Regions from separate parts of the Mus musculus genome. Here all the other regions are linked to region 3. Evidence: chromatin contacts called from public HiChIP or PLAC-seq and promoter capture Hi-C data. All regions are on one chromosome and are shown on one strand. Each heading gives the region's core, a stretch centred on a gene start, on an enhancer-like site or on the middle of the called end of the contact. The rest is flanking DNA. Distances are from core to core; before and after follow the strand shown. Region 1 overlaps Ints4 (integrator complex subunit 4). Region 2 holds the start of Ndufc2 (NADH:ubiquinone oxidoreductase subunit C2). Region 3 holds the start of Rsf1os1 (remodeling and spacing factor 1, opposite strand 1).

Region 1 (4,441 bases), core at 516-3,015, 130 kb after region 3:
CCAATGTATCTTAGATGTAGGCCAGGCTTGCCTCAAACGTCCGCAGCAGCCCACAGGTGGACGGCATAACATCTGGCTGCAGATCTGATTTTTTCTGAGTTACTTAAAACTCAATTTTGTCTAAATTAAAAAAAAAAAACAAAACAAAACCCTCTTCCTCTCTCCTTCCCCTCCTAAGGTTGTGTGGCAAGTCATAATAAATTGTACAAAATATATAATGAATATGTGCAATGTATGAAGAGGTAAATAAAAGGTAGTAGTAATATCTGTTGCTATTAAACAGCAAAGATGAATTATTATGAAAACAATGTAAGCTGGGAACAGCCACCAGAGTCCTTCTGACATACTACAGCAACAAAAGGAAACACTTTAAGTGAAGTTCAGACCACTGAAGAATCCCGTTCTCTGCTAAGACAGCAGCGCCCATCTGAACTAAGCATAGAGGATACAAGCTGGATCGTCCATGTCTGGTTCAGCAGTATCAAAAAATGGGTGCGTGCTCAAGAGCTCTGGCACCAGAGGAAGCACGAGGGTCGGATGCCGGCTGCCCAGAAACTTCAAGCACCTGAAACAAACCAACAGGAACCATATCAGTAAATCAATAAGTGCAGGGACTAGATCAGAAAGCCTGGTTTGGTATGGAAACTCATAATTACCCACTTTGCACAACACTACAACTTCAAGTAAGTCATCCGATTCCTCAGAACTCGGCTAGTTCACTGCAAATGGCTATCACGAAATTAGAAGAGCTCAAATGCAGATACTCGTTGGTTTTTGTTTGTTTGCTTTATGAAAGTTCACTGTCTTCAGACACCCCAGAAGAGGGCATCGAATCTCATCACAAATGGTTGTGAGCTGCCATGTGGTTGCTGAGAACTGAACTCAGGACCCCTGGAAGAGCAGTCAGTGCTCTTAACCGCTGAGCCATCTCTCCAGGCCCCAGATTACTGGTTGTTTAACAACAGCCAGTTCCTCCATCTTCCTTGCCAAGAAAACTAATTCCTCGGTACCAGGAAAACAGTGAGGCGCTGCTTTGCTATTGGGTCAGCCCACCCAGCATTCACATCACTTCCGGCAGCTGGTTTGCTAGCAGTCAAGTAACTCAGCTCTGGTAAATGGAGCAAGACAAGTCTGCTGGGGAGCTGCTCAGCAATGGCGCTCTGAGCACATAAAAAGAAACGCATGAAGGGAACACCCCTTCCCTGGGGTCTTTAGACGCTCTCTTATGAAGCAACCATCTCGCAGCTCTGAGGAGAAAGCTAGGAGAGGTCAGCATCCAGGACTCTCACTCTGACAAGCTGGTCAATCCTGAACATTTTATCATGTATTGTTATGTAAAAATTAGATGTATTATTTAAGATGATTTGAGACATATTTTTTTTAACTTGTAGTCAAAATAACACAACTGATATCCTACAGGATGTCCTGAAACTATGTAGCCTTGAGCAGGTTGTTTATAAAATAGGATTTAAATGAGAAAAAAAAAAAGCAAAGTACTTAGGAATGTTATTAGTTAGAACTCAGTAATAATTAGCTACTATAGTAAAAGTGAAGGGCTTTTCCGAGCTTTGCAAACCTACACAAGTGAGGCAATTCTGTTTCTTAAGCTCTGGCTTAGAAGTGTAAGTAGCCTGGCTCCACTGAATTACAAAGGGGGCTGAAGAGGAGGTAAAGAGCTTGAAGCCTGTGGACAGAAACCCTGAGCACACATACAAACATCAAACCACAACACTGGACACTTTGTGCCTGCAGTCCTGGCACTTAGCAGACTGAAGTGGGCTGATTCCTGGGAGCCTGTTGGCCACATAGTCCAGATAACAAGCTCTGGATTCTGTAAGAGACCTGGTCTCAAAAAATAAAAGGCTCGAAGAGATGGCTCACTGGTTAAGAACACTGGCTGCTCTCCCAGATCATGCAGGGTTTCATTCCAGCAGCCACATGGTGCCTTACAATCATCTGTGATTCCAGTTCCAAGGGTTTTAAGGCTCTCTTCTGGTCTTCAAGGGCATCAGCCATGCAAGTGGTACACAGGTACACATACAGGCAAAACACCCATACACATAAAACAATTTTTAAAAATTAGGTAAAGTGGAAAGCAACACAGAGGAAGCTACCCAACACTGACACACACACACACACACACACACACCCTCACACCTCCCTTCACACAAGAAGAAATGTAAGTGTTAAAGTCTGCTCTTATTAGCCAGCTAAGGCAGCAGTAACCAGCACTGTAGGTAATAAGAAGCTGAATTTGACACTTTTCACACTCCAGATCAGATAGTGTGCAGCTGATAGGACTTCAGTGACAGGCCAGCAGAAGAGAGAAAGCATAAGGAGCAGGCTTTGTTAAGAGCATCTGTCTTACACCTGGCTTTGACTACCAGCACCCACACTGTGGCTCACAACTATCTCTAATCTAGTTCCAGGGGATCTGACACCATCTTCTGACCTCCTTGGGCACCAAAACCACTCAAGATGCATATACACACATGTAGGCAAATCCTCCTACACATAAGATGAAATAAATCACCAAAAAACCCAAAAAGTTTTCAGCGAACATTTACTTAAAACAAAACAAACAAAAAACAGGAAAGTACTTTTCAAGGCTAGCTTCTGCCTCCCGAATGCTAGGATTAAAGACCAGCATGCCCAGCCTTACCTTCTCTTTCTCAGCCCTTTACCCGCTCTGCCTCCCGGCACACTGTAAAGGCTGCAGTTTGCAGTGGGTTTGGCTGGCTTTATTTTCTCTGCTTATATTCAGAACCCAGGTAGGAAAAGCAATTAAGCAGGTCCTTCTGGAGATCTACACAGCAGAGCCTCTCTAAAACTAGACTTCATTTCTAAATGTTCTGACTTTTTTTTACTATCTTGTCCAACCTTCCTATCTATGTATTCCCTACCTCTCTATCCTCTGCAAGCTGAGAGTGGACTCCATGAGCTAAGCCATTTTTTTTTGTTTTTTTTTTTTAAGATGTATTTTATTTATGAATACACTGCGCCCAGGTTCTAAAGTCAAGGTGAAACTGAGGGCTACACCTAGTCTAGGACGATCCACCAAATAATGTGCGCGCTACAGTTTTCTTTTGACGAGACTTAGTAATGAGGTAAACGTCCTTACTTCCATATGGAGTCCCTGTCAGTAGGGTACTTGGTTAGGTTTTTTAGAAGCTCCACCAGTGCAAGATGAATCCCTTCTTTGGTTGAGACATTAGTGCAGCATAAGAGTTCATGAAGAGCCTCTCTAATATCCCTGGATGAATCCTTTGCAGAAGAGAAAAACAGAAAGGTAAAAATTAGCAACAGGGATTCATGTTCCACACACCGTTCCCTTCTCCATGACCACGTGTCCATTTAGGCTGTGCATATGAAAAAAATATTTAGAAATTTGCTAGCTAAAATCCCTGGGAAAGACCTCATTTTATTGATCTAAGAAGGGGCCTTGCCTCTTTCTATTCTTTCTCTTCTTCTTCCTGGTTTTATTTATTTAGTTTATTTATTTTTTGAGACTTTACTCTGTAGCCTTGGTTGGCCTAGAGTTTGTTATGTAGACCAGGCTGGCTTTGAATTAAAGGAAAGCACCACCACCTCACCTGGCTTCTCTCTGGTTTGTTGTTGTTGTTTGTTTGTTTGTTTGTTGTTTTTGTTTTGAGGCAGGGTCTCACGCTGTCCAGGTCCAACTGGTACTATGTAGCGAGGACATAGGATGGCCCTGAACTCCGATCCTCCTGCCTCCACTTCCCGAGCACTGGGATTACAGCTCTGCCCCACCCTGCCCACCCCCTTTTGCTCTTTAACCTTCCCTTTTCCCTGTGTCTGAATCTTTTACCTCAATGTCTGAGTTATCAGTGGCTGACAACTATGAAAAGAGCAGGCTGTGCTGTGGTGGTCTCACACACTTGTAGTGCCAGCACTTGGGAAGCAGAGGCAGAAGGATTACAAGTTGAGGGCAGCCTAAATACATAACAAGACCCACGCACACACAAAAGAAGAGGAACAGCTTTAGAAAAAAAAATCAAAGACTACTAGGATGAGTTGAATATTTTATAATCAAAAGGATCAAAAACCATAAAGGCCTTAGAGTAGAATGCTTAAAAACAGCCCAGAAGTCTGTGTGGCCAGATAACACCAACAAATGAGATGTGGGTTGCATGAGCTCCACAGCCCTCCCGCACAATGTGACAGCACACTTCAGCCATTTGTCTTCCTGACACACAGTCCTCTTTGGTCTCAGAATACAAATTACTCACAACAGACCTAATCTCTGCCCTTCTGCCTGCAATGTCTGTCCGCCTCACACTGCCAACAATTCTTGCCACACTAGTCCTAGTTCCTTCTCGTTTTGAGTTCAACTTTAGATTCCTTAGATCTGACTGCTGCACTCCCTGACCGTAAAGAGCCAGGCTCCCCTGACAGACCCTTATGGTATCTCCCTCAAGCT
Region 2 (4,918 bases), core at 1,637-4,136, 250 kb after region 3:
CCAGATATCCTATCACAGTGATGAGAAATCTAATGCAGAAAACTTATGACTGACTAAAAAAAAACTGTTTTAAAATAAACTGCATTATGATTTACTTTCAGTAAATGTTGCTTTATATATCTATTTAAAATATAGCCAGCCATGGTGGTGAGCAAGTTTAATCTCAACACGTGGGAGGCAGAGGCAGGAGGATTCCTCTGAGTTCCACAACAGCCTAGTCTACATATTGAGATTTTTGTCTCAAATACAAACAAAATACAAACAAACAAAACAACAAAAAACTCCTATATACTGGGGGTTACATAAAAATGTACTGACAGAAATATGCTGTAAGTAGAGAAGGCTTAAGAACACTGAGTTAGACCAACACAGTATGTGTTCAGGAAATACTGTAGAGGAAACAGGCTCCAGCACGGCTATGTCCAGAGCAGTAAGGATGCTCAAGGAATTCTGACTCTCGTCCTGACTGCTGTCTAAAATTACTTCATTTCTTACAGAAACATCGAGTTTCCTTGGAATTAAATCACTAGTTGGGGAGACACAGCATCACACCCCAAAGCACACGCTCTTCTTTTTTGTGGAGAAAGGGTCTCACTCACTGTATAACCTGGCTGGCCTGGAACTCACACTGTAGACCAGGCAAAACAAACGAAAAGAGATCTGCCTGCCTCTGCCTCCCTAGTGCTGGGATTAAAGGCATGCACCACCATGCCTGGCACAAAGCATATGCCCTTCTCCAGGCCCTGGAAGCAATAAGGCGGTACTAAATAGCACAGTCCACATTGCAGCCTGTCTGTACCACCTGCAGAACATTCTTCCTCACATTTGTACCGCTTTCACCCTCTCAAAGTGCCATCATGCCATCTCTATCAAAGCATGCATCTACCACTCCAAGACCAGCAACACAATGATTTGTATTTCTGGCTGACTGGCTTCTAAAGGTCAGTTCTTCTCCCATACTCAGGATGTACAACCCCAAGGTCTGGCAGAGAAGTCCAGTCAGTTCCCCTCACTCAGCACCTTTTGTGTGTTGTGTACCTAATCCACAGAACTCACTGAACCGTCACAACGAATACACAAGGATTCTCACTTGGTAGATGAGGAGACTGGCAGATTGACACATGACTCGCCAGAGTGACACAGGCAGGAAACAATGAAATAAAACCATGTAGTTCCCAAACGACAAGCTTAGGCATGATCAGACACACACGTGCACGTGTGTGTGAGTGTACACACACACACACACACACACACACACACACACACACACAGAGAGACAGAGAGAGAGAGAACGAGCATTTCCAAGACATATTGGCTTCCAATAGTATTTGAGGACTAGTGACCAGTGACCCTAGGATGTCATGGATGCTGACCTTCATGTCTAACACAGACGATTAGCTGGGATGAGTCCTAGTGGCTGGAACCATTTCATTAGCATTCTTGTGCTGTGGTCCTTGGCGCCAACTGATGGTTTAGATTGCTGACAAAACTGACCCTCACCACTGAACTTCCTCAGTTCTCAAAAGTTTTCATGTCTTCCCCACCCAGAGAATAAACTGCCCTCGTCTGATAGCCTCTGCAGCCTTATCACTGTAATCTTGCAGCTAAGTAATCAAATTCACCCACTTTCAGAACGCCTTGCACACCCCACCCCCACCCCCAGACATACGAAGTTCTTTTAACTCTTGCTTGATATTCAAAGTTAAGTTCACATCTAGTGACATGATAAAGACATTTGCCACCAAGTCTGACTTGGGGAGTTCAATCCCCAGGGCTGACACGGTATTGGAGAGAGAACTAATTCAGGTTGTTATCTCCCCTCTACCCCCCCCCCCATATAAAGAATAACTATAACAAAGACAGTTAGTTTGCTTCTACATGTATCTTTGGAATTCTACAGTTCTTAGCACAGCTACATTGTGTAAGCTAAGCTATTCTCAATCGTGACCAGAAGCCAGTGACAAACTAGAATATACAGCTTGCTAGTTTATTGACAGTCTCCTATTCCAGAATAAGGGCAGTAGTAGCGTCTGGAGTTTTGTCCACATTAGTCCTCTCCCCAGACCTTATGAATCAAACCAATATTTTAACTGTATATTATTTCTATGCACTCCAACTCTGAGAAGCTCTGGTTCTAAGCACACACCAACACAACACAAGCTCCTCTCTTTAACTAGACCGTGGGCAAGGTGCTTTAACTCTGCTTGGGTCTCGTGCTCTCGTCAGTACAATACTTTCTCACGTCTGAGAGAAATGGGCTGGGCAACCGTTTAGCACGAAGTACAACGCGAACTGTGAGGAGCCCTTCTTGAGTCCTTCGCAGACTTAACCGTGGGGTTTAGAAGTCCCCATTGCACTGCACTTGGTTTTCTTCAATGTGGCTACTCTTGGCGCTGAGAACCCGAGAGGGGATGCACGCCCTGGGAGAGCCAGGCGCCCCCAGCTAGGCAGGAAGGCCTCGTAGAGCACAGATGACCTCAGCGGGCAACCCTGCAGCTCCTCGTCCGAGCGGGATCGCCCGCAGCCCTCACCTGCTCTCATCACCGGTCGCATCCGCAGCATGTTGTCCATCAGGCCCGTGCAGTAGCCCAACAAGCCCATGTAGACAAGCCGCGGGTCGTTCAGCTTGGGCGGGGGCAGGCTCCGGGCCTCGTCCGGCAAGAATTTTAAGGGCTCATGGCCCGGCCGGCCGTTCATCATCTTGAGGCAGGTTCCACGAGAGGTTTGACCTCGACTCCAACTATAGGAAAAACAACGACTCCAAACGCCGTGACCGAGCTACCGTCCTCCTCCGCGCTCTAGGCTGAAGGGCATTGCGTACGGCGGTGCAGCACCCAAAAGCTTCCCTGTGCGCTCAGCCTTAGCAACCTCTGCACGCGAGGTTCCGGGCTTCTAAGTGGCCCACAACGCGTGAAGGCTTGCGCTGACATTGTAGTGTGTGTGTGTGTGTGTGTGTGTGTGTGGGGGGGGGTTATAATAAATAACCCACAGTGGGCAAAGGCTAGGAAACATTGGTATGTATGTATGTATGTATGTATGTATGTATGTATGTAGTCCAGTTACCACAATCGAAATTGTCTCTCACTTACTTGCCCCCAGGCCTATGGCTCTTCAGAAAACATTATCTTAGCATCCAAAAATCAACATCTACAAGTGGTCATAATGGCTAGTTCATTTATCTAAAGCCTATAAAAGCAAGCTTTCTGGGGTTCCAGCAGTTCGTTTGCAGTTACTTCCCCCACCCCCAAAGCCTAAAATGAAGGTAAGGTCAGCACCAGGGTATTCGGAGGTCAGGAGCGAATCATTTACCCTAACCTTGAGATTCAGTTCTGGCGATAGTCTGCTAAAATGGTTCCCCCTAGGCCTTCAGGTCTATGTACGTGGCTGAGAGAAGTGTTCCCCAACGGATTAAGGAGTGAAAGAAGGAATTCCTAAAGTTCTATCAAGCGATTGCCTAGTCTCTTTCCGCTCACCTAAAATAAAGGACTTTCCGTACTTGAACATCTCCCTTTGGAAAGCCCTTCCTGATACTGAAAATGTATATGCTTCTAAGACAGGAGTACTAAATACCAGCTAAGAGTCGAGTGCGGGGATATTCCTCAATACTTGTACTCTTTGAGGAAAATCCAGTGAGACACACAGATAAAAGCAATGGAGCATGTGAGCAAATCTCTCTTAAAATCGTAGTGGTGCCTGTAATCCTAGCAGTTGGCAAGCAGTATGTCATTCTTGGGTACACAAGTCCCTGCCTAAAATAGATGAAACAGACAGACAATACATAAAAGCAATACAGTTGCATCAGCTTGCGCAGACCGGGGTTGAGTAAGAGAAAGGGAGACTATTTATACGGTCTGGGAATCTACCTAACTTTACCATGTAATTAGCAAGTTGAAATGGTTTTCTTTTCCCTGTATCTTTGTCCAACACTGGTCTGAACTGGAAGTTATTTATTTCTTTTTGAGATTTGCTCAAGGTTTTTCATCAGGTAATTATCAGAGCCCACTAGCTAATTATCCTTTCTTGGAAGGAGGAAGGGAATTTATAAGAACCAGGGCCAGAGTCTCCTTTAGTGCCCCGCCGTGAGAGTGAGACTCCACACCTCCACTGCTCACCTCTACCTTCTGCCTAACAAAGGCTGGGGTGGGGTCTTTCCATATCTCTGTGTAGCACTAACTGACCTGAAATTTGCTACTTAGTCCAAGATAGCTTCAAACTAATGGTAAGTGTCCTGCACCCCACCCCACCCCCACTCCCAGTGCTGGGAATATAGTCCTATACCACTCTAGTTACCTCCACTCCACCAAGAGGACTCTTTACTTTACTTTTCTTTTCTTTACTTTTCTTTTTCTATTGGATATTTTATTTATTTACATTTCAAATGTTATCTTCTTTCCCGATCTGCCCCCCAAGCTCCCTATCCTATCCCCCCTCCTCCTGCTTCTATGAGGGTATGCCCCCACCCACCCACCCACCCACTCCTACCTCCCTGCCCTTTAATTCCCCTACACTGGGGCATCTAGCCTTTAGGGGACCAAGGGTGTCTTCTCCCATTGAGAGGACTCTTTTAAGCCAAATATTTTAAGTAAAACATTTTCAAGTAAAAATTATTTGAGAAAGCATACATTAGGATTTTCATGAAGTGCACCAAATAATTTGAATGCTCACAACTTAGGGCCCAGCAATTATACATCTTATCTTCTGTCCTATAGAACAGTATAACACTGCAGGGTGTGTTGGCTCACACTTGTAATCCCAACACTTAGGGGCTAAGAAAACAGGAGTTCCAAACATTGAGATCAGCTTTGCCTACAGAGTGAGACCCCATTTCCAATAAAATAAAACAAAAAAAAAAAAAACAAACGAGGGTCAGGGATGTGGCATAGTGATAGAGTGTTTGCCTTGTGCACTAGGCCCTGTG
Region 3 (4,875 bases), core at 2,100-4,599:
ATATTTGTAGGTATAGTAAACAACCCTGGGGTGGGGTGGGTTGGGGTGTGTGTGTGTGTGGGGAGAGAGAGAGAGAGAGAGAGAGAGAGAGAGAGAGAGAGAGAGAGAGAGAGAGAAAGAGAGAAAGAGAGAAAGAGACAGAGACAGACAGAGAAAGACAGAGAGAGAGATTATTCGGAACTAGAGATCTTACTGCCTCAGTCTCCTGAATTATAGATGTGTACTATCATGCCCAAACTAAGTTCTAAGTTTGTATGTATTTTCATAAAAACAAAGACAGTAGCTGGAGACTATTGTAGATAGGAAGGGGATGAAAACGTGGTAAAATTCTAGATTAATTTTGCATGGAAAGCTGACTGGTTTTGCTGACAGACTATATGTAGAGCAAGAACAAATGAGGGGAAGCACTCCTAAGACTTTTGACCCAATCCAGCAAAAGGAGTTGCTGCTTTTCTGTAGGATGATACTTTCAATAAATGTGGAGGTTTGGTCGGTTGCTTTGTATTTGAATGCTAAATTGTGTTCAGCAGGTCTAACCCTCCAAGGGAATTCTCACACTTACAAGCTTTTGTTGTGCAAACCTTGTTGCTTGATTTAAAACTATTGGTTAAGTAAAACTGGCTACAGCCAGTTATTGGAGGATCAGAGGTGGGTTTTGAGTTACTGGACTGGGGTGGAGAAGAGAGAGGACAGAGAAGAGGAGGACGCGGCCATGAGGGGAGATGGACCAGGAGCACAAGGCCAGTAAGAATCTGGGGTACACCGCTGGGGAGATAGCCGGGACAGCAGTTAGAAAAGTAGATTAGATGTTATCCCCCAGTAATTGTCAAAGCCTAATAAAATAACCATAGCCTGAGTCTCATTCATTTGTAAACTAGTGGGGGTTGGGGGGAGGGGATAAACTTAAGTTGGTTGTATTGCATTATGTTGGTAGAAAAGATTAGAAACTTAGTTTAGGGCAGACTAACTTTCCAACTTTACCAGATGTTAATGCTTACAGCCCCTATATGTATCTTAAATAATCTAGACTTTGGAGAAATGGGACATACTGTTAACTATTGTTTTGTGTAATATTCCTTCTGCAAGTCTAATAGTTCTTCAGATGTGAGTTAGTGGTAAGGGCTAAACCTTCAGGAACAATAGCCCTGGAAGCCAATGGTAACAAAAGCAGACAAAATGCAAGAATAGCCTTTTCAGCTAGCTCTTCCTGGACACCTTGGAATATTCTTCACCACAGCTCACATTTATTTTTTTTTAAACATTTATGATCCTGTATCTTTTTTTCCATAAAATGGGAATGTTTTTTTAAACATTTATGATCCTGTATCTTTTTTTCCATAAAAAATGGGAAATTTTTTTTCCATAAAATTTCCATAAAATTTCCTTAAAATAGGATAAAGCATAATATAAATATAGCAAGTACCTTACATTAATTATCAGTATGGCTTAAGGTTCAGCAACATTATTCTGTCTCTTATGAATCAACTACATGTTGAGGTAGCAAAAAATGAAAACTGAGAGGAACAATAGTCTTTTACTGAAGCCAAGAAAATGGAGGCATGCTAATAACTTCAACAATATTATTAAGATAGCACAAATCAGCAAGCTTTAATTCAACTCCAACACAAAGGCATAGTAGTGCGTATCTAAACTCCCAGCACTCAGGAGGCTGAGGTAGGTAGATCACAGGTTCAAGGACAGCCTAGGCTACATAGCAAACCCTTTCTCAAAACAAACTGAACAAAATCAGAGATATCCACAGAGGTACAGTTACTTCCCTAAGGTCACAGCAGGATTGAATTCTGGAAGATCTGACTTCAGAGACCACCTTCATCTCATTTAACTTCCATTTTTGTGTATTTTATATTAATAGTTGTAGCATTTGTCTGGCCTAATTTGTGGTAAGCCTTCTGTTGCTGCCTCCTAAGTACTAGAATTGTATGGCAGACACCAGCACACCCTGCTTAGGTCTCACCTTCTTAATCATTGTTAGCAGCATAGCTAATGAATGTCCTGACAGTTTTAGAAATGGCTCAGTAGTAATGAGCACCCACTGCCATTGCACGACACTCGAGTTCAGTTCCCAGTACCACATCAGGCAGCTCACAACAACCTGTGATTCTAGTTCCAGAGGGTCCAGCAACCTCTTGTGGACTCTGTGAACACCTGTATTCACACATGGACAACCTGCACATACATATACTATATAATTAAAAAAATAAAACAAAAAAATATTTTAAACTTCCTGGTAGAGGCCTATGAATAAAGATACGTGAAAATTGTACTCACTATTCAGAATTTAAATTTCTGTAAATAACTATCAAAACCACAATCCATTTAAAAATATTTTTAGAGGTACAACTCATACACTGTGAAGGCAGCATGTCCTTGTTTACTTGTAAAACTGTATTGCTTTAGCATGATGTCTTCTTTGAAGAGCAGGCTAGCTCGGCCTCAGAAATGCTGGGATTCCCGGCTTTTTCAGCCTGCCAGGGCTAAAAGGAGCTCAGTTAGCATTCAGTTCAGTTAGTTACTTTGCACAGACACTCACTGTGTTAGTCACTCTTCTTGCTGCTGTGAACAAAGATCTGACAAAAATCAGCAAAAAAGAAAAAAAAAAGTTACTTTGGCTTTAGTTTGAAGGGTACAGCCCATCATGGCTGGGAAGAGATGGTGGTTAAGAGCAGGGGCAGTCAAGGAAGTAGAGACAGGCAGTGAGCTGGGGGGCGGGCTACCAAACCTCATCCTCCGACTCACTCCCTCAGGCTAGGTCCTCCACCTCTTAAAGATTCCATCATTTTCTAAAAGTAGTATTACTCACAGGGGACCACGTTCAAAACATGAACCAGGGGGATAGAAGCCACAGACTTATATCCAAACACTAACACAGATAAACTCCTACCAAGGCAAGACGAAATATGGGGCTTTCATTCTTGAGCCCAAGCTGGCTCAGAACTCACTAAGTAGTCCAGGCTGGCCTAAAACTTAAGATCCTTCTGCCCCAGCTTCCTGAGCAGTAAAATTGCAAGTGTGTGTTACCACGCCTGGCTGCTCTCAGTGTTGATTATTATAACCACAGTTTAGTAGTCTTGTTAATACCTAAGCTTACAACAAATAAAGGCAAATACTATATCTGTTTGGCTTCTTTCACAACCAAGGATTTTTGAGACAAATTCATATCGCATGAGATCATTTCTTTTGCTGCTTACCAGTAATCTACTGCATGAGTACTGTTAGGAACAAAGATGCTATAGCAACTATAACAGTAGTCACAGGAATGAGGTCATAACTGAGGCTAGGCTTCAACTGCATAGTGGGTAAGGGCAGCTTCAGATACAGAGTAAGACTGTTTTCAAATGCAAAGGCAAATGGAAGATCAAGAAGATGAAATGAAAACGCTCAGACAAGCCTTGTGTTAATAGTAAGTACAAAGGAATGAAGCTGACGGTATAATAGTATAGTAACATCTGAAGACACCACCAAATGGTTAGTCAGAGTGGTCGCAGTGTTTATATTTGTAGAAGGCAAGATATAAGTTCCAGTTGGCTTGTAAACTTGTTAATACCTGCATTTCTGAGTAATATTCACCTAGTCATTTTAGTGGAAATTATAAATTATTAATTTGTAAGATATCTGTTGGGATAAAGGCATACTTAACTGGTTTCCACTGGGAATTCTCTCAGCCTGCTGGTCATTTGTTCATGTTAATGTTAGCCACATGTACGTAACTTTATGAAACAATCACCTGTCTACACCAAGTGTTTTTTCCTTACTAGAATTAGGATCTAAATACTTTCTATAGTATCTCTCTGACTTAAGGGAGCACCTGATTAAATTATGCCAACTTAAGATCTGTGTGCTCCCTCCTCCCTCATGAGGACTTAATAGTAACACTTTTGTCACTATATATTTCTTCTTTCATAAAGTATTTGATCAATTATAAAAAAAGTATCCAGAGGCCTAAACAAGTGGTGAAATAAGTGTAAAAAATACTATTCTGGTTTAAAACTAAGGGGGACAGTTCTGTTGCTGAAATTTGTTAGTTAAACCACATAAAACTGCCACTTTCTATAGGAGAAGTCTAAATACTAACAAACTTAGCTCAATAAAATTTACAACTTTTATCTGAGTTTTTACCTGAATATATGAAATGATTTTCAATGTGGAATATGTGCACATGTATGCATTAACTACTTCTAATGTGCCTCATATTTATACTAATTCTACAATAAATGCAAATAGGCACTGTATAAACAACAGTACATGTTTGGTTTTCTTTTATATAAGATGTCTATGAGGTATGCATGCATGACTTTGCATGTTCACATGTGTGGGCACCAATGGAGCATGGTGCATACATTTTGAAGACAAAGGCTAACATCGTGCATCATCCTTGGTTCCCACTGTACAAATTAAGGCAGAGTCTCTCAATTATACCCAAAGCTCACTGAGAGGGCTCCTATAGCTAGCCTGTTTGCTCTAGGGATTCTGAGCCTCCAGGCTCTGATAGCATCCTTACTTAACGCCATCCAGTCATGTCCAGCCTAAGAGAAGTTGTAAAACTGTGGTAATACATTGATGCTGTCAGTAGCTAATAAATACACACTGTAACTAGTGGTAGATTTTCAGTATTAGAAAATTATTGCACTTTGTAATTTTGGCATTTTGAATCGTCAATGTCCAGTTATGCCCCTAAACTTACTGGTCAATAACAAGGCTCACTTATTATTAAACTACTATTAGTTTAAAAAACCCATAATTCTGAAGCCTAGATAATTTTTATTATATAAGCACCTGGTCACGATGATGCAGAAACATGTTCCAAACTGCGGCCTCACTGAGGGGAAGGATCTTGTTACTAAAACCACCACCAAA

What was found. Promoter capture Hi-C pulls out the DNA fragments that hold promoters and counts their contacts. HiChIP or PLAC-seq counts read pairs in DNA pulled down with a chosen protein or histone mark.
Region 1: a contact with region 3 is called in an H3K27ac HiChIP or PLAC-seq map of embryonic stem cells, with 9 read pairs. The contact joins the enhancer-like site here to the promoter of Rsf1os1 in region 3. A contact is called at or near these places in 13 of 39 promoter capture datasets (the 3T3-L1 cell line, the C10 cell line, the HPC-7 cell line and 8 more), 2 of 484 Hi-C or Micro-C datasets (bone marrow-derived macrophages and epiblasts), 1 of 115 datasets of contacts at active chromatin or transcription factors (embryonic stem cells) and 3 of 9 other capture datasets (adipose tissue, liver and pancreatic islet).
Region 2: a contact with region 3 is called in a promoter capture Hi-C map of neural stem cells. The contact joins the promoter of Ndufc2 here to the promoter of Rsf1os1 in region 3. A contact is called at or near these places in 3 of 39 promoter capture datasets (the C10 cell line, cranial neural crest and neural stem cells), 1 of 484 Hi-C or Micro-C datasets (bone marrow-derived macrophages), 2 of 115 datasets of contacts at active chromatin or transcription factors (cardiomyocytes and embryonic stem cells) and 2 of 9 other capture datasets (adipose tissue and liver).

Annotation. Positions count from the first base shown.
Region 1 is chr7:97,512,350-97,516,790 of GRCm38.p6, reverse strand. Ints4 (integrator complex subunit 4) reads right to left here. Exons shown (of 23, transcript NM_027256.2): 12 at 3,122-3,264; 13 at 450-565. Among named protein-coding and RNA genes, the nearest start is that of Ints4, 34 kb to the right of the region's middle. Within about 2 kb of position 1,765, at least 17 of the 459 cell types and tissues checked have an H3K27ac peak or open chromatin away from gene starts, as enhancers often do.
Region 2 is chr7:97,397,971-97,402,888 of GRCm38.p6, reverse strand. It overlaps Ndufc2 (NADH:ubiquinone oxidoreductase subunit C2), which reads right to left and starts at 2,886. Exons shown (of 3, transcript NM_024220.2): 1 at 2,532-2,886. The coding sequence starts at 2,700.
Region 3 is chr7:97,643,586-97,648,460 of GRCm38.p6, reverse strand. Rsf1os1 (remodeling and spacing factor 1, opposite strand 1) reads left to right here and starts at 3,349. Exons shown (of 3, transcript NR_126461.1): 1 at 3,349-3,421. All of the region lies in intron 4 of Rsf1 (remodeling and spacing factor 1), which reads right to left.